Regions from separate parts of the Mus musculus genome. Here region 1 is linked to region 2. Evidence: chromatin contacts called from public HiChIP or PLAC-seq data. All regions are on one chromosome and are shown on one strand. Each heading gives the region's core, a stretch centred on a gene start, on an enhancer-like site or on the middle of the called end of the contact. The rest is flanking DNA. Distances are from core to core; before and after follow the strand shown. Region 1 holds the start of Spocd1 (SPOC domain-containing protein 1). Region 2 holds the start of Hcrtr1 (hypocretin (orexin) receptor 1).

What was found. HiChIP or PLAC-seq counts read pairs in DNA pulled down with a chosen protein or histone mark.
Region 1: a FOXA1 HiChIP or PLAC-seq map of pancreatic cancer cells shows a contact between it and region 2. The contact joins the promoter of Spocd1 here to the promoter of Hcrtr1 in region 2. A contact is called at or near these places in 3 of 115 datasets of contacts at active chromatin or transcription factors (embryonic basal ganglia, embryonic stem cells and pancreatic cancer cells) and 1 of 9 other capture datasets (adipose tissue).

What each region holds. Positions count from the first base shown.
Region 1 is chr4:129,927,410-129,930,109 of GRCm38.p6, forward strand. It overlaps Spocd1 (SPOC domain-containing protein 1), which reads left to right and starts at 1,358. Exons shown (of 15, transcript XM_017320505.1): 1 at 1,358-1,389; 2 at 1,840-2,700. The coding sequence starts at 1,388.
Region 2 is chr4:130,137,869-130,140,737 of GRCm38.p6, forward strand. It overlaps Hcrtr1 (hypocretin (orexin) receptor 1), which reads right to left and starts at 1,294. Exons shown (of 9, transcript NM_198959.2): 1 at 1,140-1,294; 2 at 211-328.

The DNA of each region.
Region 1 (2,700 bases), core at 108-2,607, 210 kb before region 2:
CCAGTCTGAGATTCATGAGGCCAAATCAAATCAAAATTCATAAGAGAGAGAAAGCAATTGACATATTAATTAGATGAAAGATATTTTCAAATATTGCTTCCATTCTCCCATTCCAGTGTGCCTTCCTGCTCTCTTGGGAAGAGGTGAGGTGGAAGTGGCTTCCCAGAATCCCTTGCAACTGGTATTTTATTTGTTGTATCTATTTAATTCGGGGCAGGGTCTTATACACCCAGGCTGGCCTCTGAATTCAAAGGCAGAGGGTGGTGCTGGGCAGACTTCACATTTTACTTTGCTTCTCTCTCTCTCTCTCTCTCTCTCTCTCTCTCTCTCTCTCTCTCTCTCTCTCTCTCTCTGTCTCTCTCTCTTTCCCTTCCTTCTCCCTCCTCCTCCTATTTATTTATTTATTTATTTATTTATTTATTTATTTATTTATTTGTCGTTTTTTTTTTGAGACAGGGTTTCTCTTGTATAGCCCTGGCTGTTCTGGAACTCACTTTGTAGACGAGGCTGGCCTGGAACTCAGAAATCCGCTTGCCTCTGCCTCCCGAGTGCTGGGATTAAAGGTATGGGCCACCATGCCCAATACATTCAATTTTTAAAAATTAAAAAATATTCAAAAACTAAAAACTGGGTGGAGGGGGGAAAGAATAGTAAATAAAGTCACCACATGTGGGATCAATAACTAATTAATCATAAATTATAATATATATAATCAACAACTAATTATACTATTAACAATAAATATAAATAATTAATAGATTAATGGATTATTAAGTGCCATATCACTTGGTTTTTAAATTTTAAGAGCCAAGTGATATGTGCATGGGAGTGTCACCCATAGCTATGAAATCAGGCAAACAAAATCGACCACAAAGAAAAACCCCAAAGTTCCACAGAGTAGAGGGTTGAGAAATGAGAGGAAGTTTAAACTTTTCTATTTCTTGACGTTCTATTCGACTAGAAGGCACATGTGTGTCTAGATATATTGTATGCCAGACAATATTAAAATATCTAATTAGGAAAAATAATCAGATTTGAGTTTAACAATCCCCAGGGGTTTCAGACACCTCCTCCACTCTGTTTACAATCTTAGGCAGCTTTCGGCATCCGGGGGGTCTGCGATTCCTTTGCCCACGCACCCCGCACCCCGCCCGGTCGCGTGGAGGCAGAATGATTGGCACCTCCTCCCAGAAGCCCTCGGCAGGGAGCGAGCGCCTCCTGCTGGACAAGAACGCCAGCACCCCTAGGGAGCCGTTGCTGGGCACCACCAGGTCCTGCCTCCCACCCCTTGGATCCAGGACCATCTTCTCCGCATCACGTGCTTCTTCCCTCAACCCCCCCCCCCGGCCCCCCAGGAGTAGAAGGAGAAGGAGCTGTAGCAGCTCAGATGTAAGCGGTTGGAGCTTTAGGTCGGAGGTCCTAGTGCGTTCAGGGACTGGCTTGATTCAGAGTCCTGTTTATAGGAGTGGGGTATAGATAGGGCTGAGATTTCTGCTCCGTGTGGAGCTGGCTTTTGCATTTCTGGGAGAATCTCCTCTTTTCTGCTCTCTGTGTGCTTTTGGGCAGTCTCTGAACCAGCTAGGGTGAAGCGAGATACCTCATTTCACAGTGTCACTGATAAGTAGTGACTTTTACCCTTTTTCATTTAAGCAGAAAGCTTAAAGGGTAAAAAAGCTCTTGGGAAGCTCAGAGGAGTGGCCCTATCTGGATAGCTTCCCTTCTGCAGACTAGTGCGAGGAGTGGGGGTCGGGGGAGGGAGCATGTCTAGGAGGTGAGTTGGCAAGCCGGGGAGGACTACCCAGTCAGGCTTTCCCTGAGACCTCCCTCTTTTCCACATAGGCCTGTTGACAAGTTTTTAGCCAGGGCTGGTGGACAGAGGACATTGTCTAGGTTCCAGGACTCTCTGTGTGACTTCTTGGCTACTGGAAGCTCCAGAAGTCTTTGTGGTACATCACTGGACTTCCCAGATAGAGTACTGGTCTGTACAGAGGGGCCAGCAGGAATGGAAGAGGCCAGCAGCCCCAGCTTTAGACAAGCCACCACTGTCGAAGGAATGGTTTCCCCAGAGGATCCTACACTCAGCAAAGAGGGGCTCAGTGCAAAGGGCCCGCCCCCATCTCCAGTCCTGCCCCCTTTCCGAAGGAAATGCAGGAAGTGTGGAATCTGTCCCCAGGAGGAGGAAAAGTCAGGTTTTTCCCTGAGGTTTGGTCAAAGACCAGATGGGGACCCTCCCGAGTGTGCTTCTCCAGAGGCCTTTGCAGGTCCCCCAAGGCTTCTTTCTTCTAAGGACACTGAGCCTGGAGAGCCAGGTGGAAGTTGGGTGGAATGTGCTGTAGAAACCGAGGTTGAAAACATGCTCTTTTCTAAGGATGGGGTTGCGCCAGACAGCCTTGATCACCTTTTTGAATTCCCAGGGCTCTTTGGAGGCGAGCCCCTTAGTCTGGTCACCCAGGAGCCTCTTCAGAGTCCAGCACTGTACCCAGAGGTGCTGACTGAGGATTCTACAGATCAGCAGGAAGTACAGCCCGCGTTTGTGGTTGGCAGCCCTGGCACTCCACCTGACCCGGTGGGGCCAGAGGACAAGGCCCAGTCAGGGTCCAGGATGGAGCTGGAACAAGGACTTTCTGCCCCAGCCAATTCCTGTGCTAGCTCCCCAGAGCCCTTGGGTGGGCTCGATGGTGCACCCCTAGAGCAGAGAAG
Region 2 (2,869 bases), core at 44-2,543:
GGAAGGAAAGAAGGAAGGAAGGAAGGAAGGAAGGAAGGAAGGAAGGAAGGAAGGAAGGAAGGAAAGAAGAGGACATTAGGGACTTTGTCTACCTCCGTCTCTTTATTCTTAGTCATGGGGTGGGAATGGTGGAGCTAGGCACCTTTTACCTCCCTCCTTGAGACTCAGTTTCCCCACCCAGTGGTCCAACAGAGTATTAAAGTTACCTACCTTCCAGAGCCACGATGAAGAGTATTGAGCTCTAAGGTTTGGGAACTACTTCACCCAGAGCCTGGTACACCCAGAAGCTGGCCCTCCAGTCAGTATTCGGTATCATTATTAGCAAGCCCTGTTGTGTGGATGGAGAGACGGGAAGCTGAGAGGTTGAGTCCCTTGTTCAAGGTCACAAAGCCAATCCAGGACAGTCTGAGTCCTCCGGCCACCACAGATTTAGGAAGGAAACCCATCCCCAACGACAAATATTCTTTCTTGAGTCAGTCCTCAAGCCTTTTCCCTTGGCTGGGAAAAGGGTGCAGGGAGATATTAAAGACCTAGGTCCCGCCCACTAGACTTGCCAGATCCTCCTCAGTGAGCGTACACGCGCGGGAACGCACAGACCCGCGAAGAGGAGTGCGGGTAAGCACCTTCCTAGGAGAGACGAAAGGAGGATCCTCACGCCAAGAAACAGGCTTCTCAAGACCCCCCTTGCTAGGTCTCCTGGAGTCCCCGGGGCCGAGATGCTCCCCGACGGCCGCCAGGGGTCGCTGAGCCGGTGCGCAGGCCGCTCTCCATTCATAAATCCGGCCTGGCTCAGGCCGCTCCCTCCTCCCTTGCTCAGACCCCTTCTTCCCTTGGCTGGGTAGGGACGACCCCAGATTGGTGTTAAGAGGATGGACAGTCCTTTCGAGAGCCCTAGGGGAAGGGGCAGAGACATTGGCCTACCGATTTCCCAGCGGGACCTCCCTGCTCCTTAGGGGGTCTGGGAGGATTCCCAGAAGGGGCAGCAAGTGCGCTAAAGGGTACCTCCCGGAGGTGAGCGGAGTGGGGGGTGGCGCAGTCTTCCGGCACCCAGGTCCCCAGAGACTCCAGCCCCCTCCATCACCTGCCGATGCTCTTCTGGAATCCCCAAGTCAGTCCTGGGGGTCGCCCACGCCCCGCACCTGTTGGCTCCCGGCCCCGGGCATCCTCCGTTGCTGGAACCTGGACCTTGCTCGCGGGACTTCGCCTTGGTGCGGAACTGGAGACGCGGCGGGGTAGCCCCCTCCTGAGGCGGCGCTGTCCGCTCAGTGGCTGCGTGGTCCCGGCTCTGGTGCCCGCGGTAGCTCGGGAGGGCTAGGGAGGGCTGCGCGCCGCGGGGAGGGGAGCGGAGCGGGATGCTGGGAGGAGAGGGGAGGGAGCCCCGGCCTGTCTGCACTCGAGGTCACCCAGCTGGAGCCCCGCCTTGTACTTCACGCTTCCATCCACCTCCATTCACGCGTCCACTGGCTCATTCACATCCTTCGCACACTTACGCTCCCGCCACCCGGCATTCAGCACGCACCTGGGGTGGGGAGCGTCGAGGGGCCACAGAGCAGGGGTGGACCCCACCACTACTTGCTGCCTCACCTGACCGATTAGGGTGGTGGCACAGGTGAGTGGCATAAGGGTAAGAGGATGCCGGTGCCGCCTTCAAGCAATCTCAGGACGCGCTGGAGCAGCTGGTGTCCAGAGATGTCAGAAAGCCCTGATCTTTCCCGTTCTCCCTGCCCCAAATCCTTCTTGTTCACATTTACTTTCCCCCTCCTAAAGCACAGACATGAGGTGGAGGCAGAAGAAGGGAAGCTGGAGGCGTTCATTAACTCAATATTTACCAATCTCTGTGGCAAGCAATGAACCTGTAATACGGCCGCCATTTCCACAGGATACTCAATGCATGATCTCATTTAATCCCCGCGTCAGCCTGGGGGAGATAGTTATTACTGTCCCCATTTTACAGATAAGTCCTTGGATACACACAGCTCGGGGCTTTGCCCAAGGTCAGAGGCAGTGCTGAGGTTCGAACCTGTGTTTCACTCTCAGATCTCCCAGAGCCCCTCTAACCCCCAGTTCTGCATAGGATGTAGGCTTCCGGGGAGTAAGGCATTTCCCTATGGTGTCCACAAAGATGGGTGAGACCTAGGGAGCTGAGAGTCACAACAGAGCAGAAGAGCTCACCCAGGACTTCCTAGAACAGCAACACCTGCTCTGAAGCCGGAAGCAGGACCAAGTGGCCCTTGGGTTAACACGGAGGTGTGTGTGTGTGTGTGTGTGTGTGTGTGTGTGTGTGTGTGTGTCTTTAAGGCAGACAACAGCAGGTGCACATGATTGGATCAGGTCTCCTGGGAATCCTAGCAGGTGGGTGGGGACTTTGTCCACCTATCACCTCAAGACAGTGTCGTCCAAGCAAGGGTCCTTTCTCACACATCCCTTCCTTCCTGGGAGTTGTAACCACCATCTTCCCTTTGCAGCCAGACCCTCTTCTAAGGCACTGGAGATGCAAACAGGGGGTCTGTGAGCAGATGACTAGGACATCACCCTTCTGGGTCTGGTGACCTCTATCTACTCTGGAAGAATGGGAGTGGCTGGACCCAAGGCAGAAACTCTGTCCTTGGGTAGTTGTGGCATCTGTATGCAAGAATATAGGCCACAGATCTCTAGGACTCTAAAACTGTCATGTCTGCTCTGAGTGCTGCCTGAGGCAGGGGATGGATGAAGGACTCCAGAGAAGAGGGACTGTGGTGTGTGTGTGTGTGTGTGAGAGAGAGAGAGAGAGAGAGAGAGAGACAGAGACAGAGACAGAGACAGAGACAGAGACAGACAGAGACAGAGACAGCGACAGAGAGAGGCAGAGAGACAGCAGAGACACACAGAG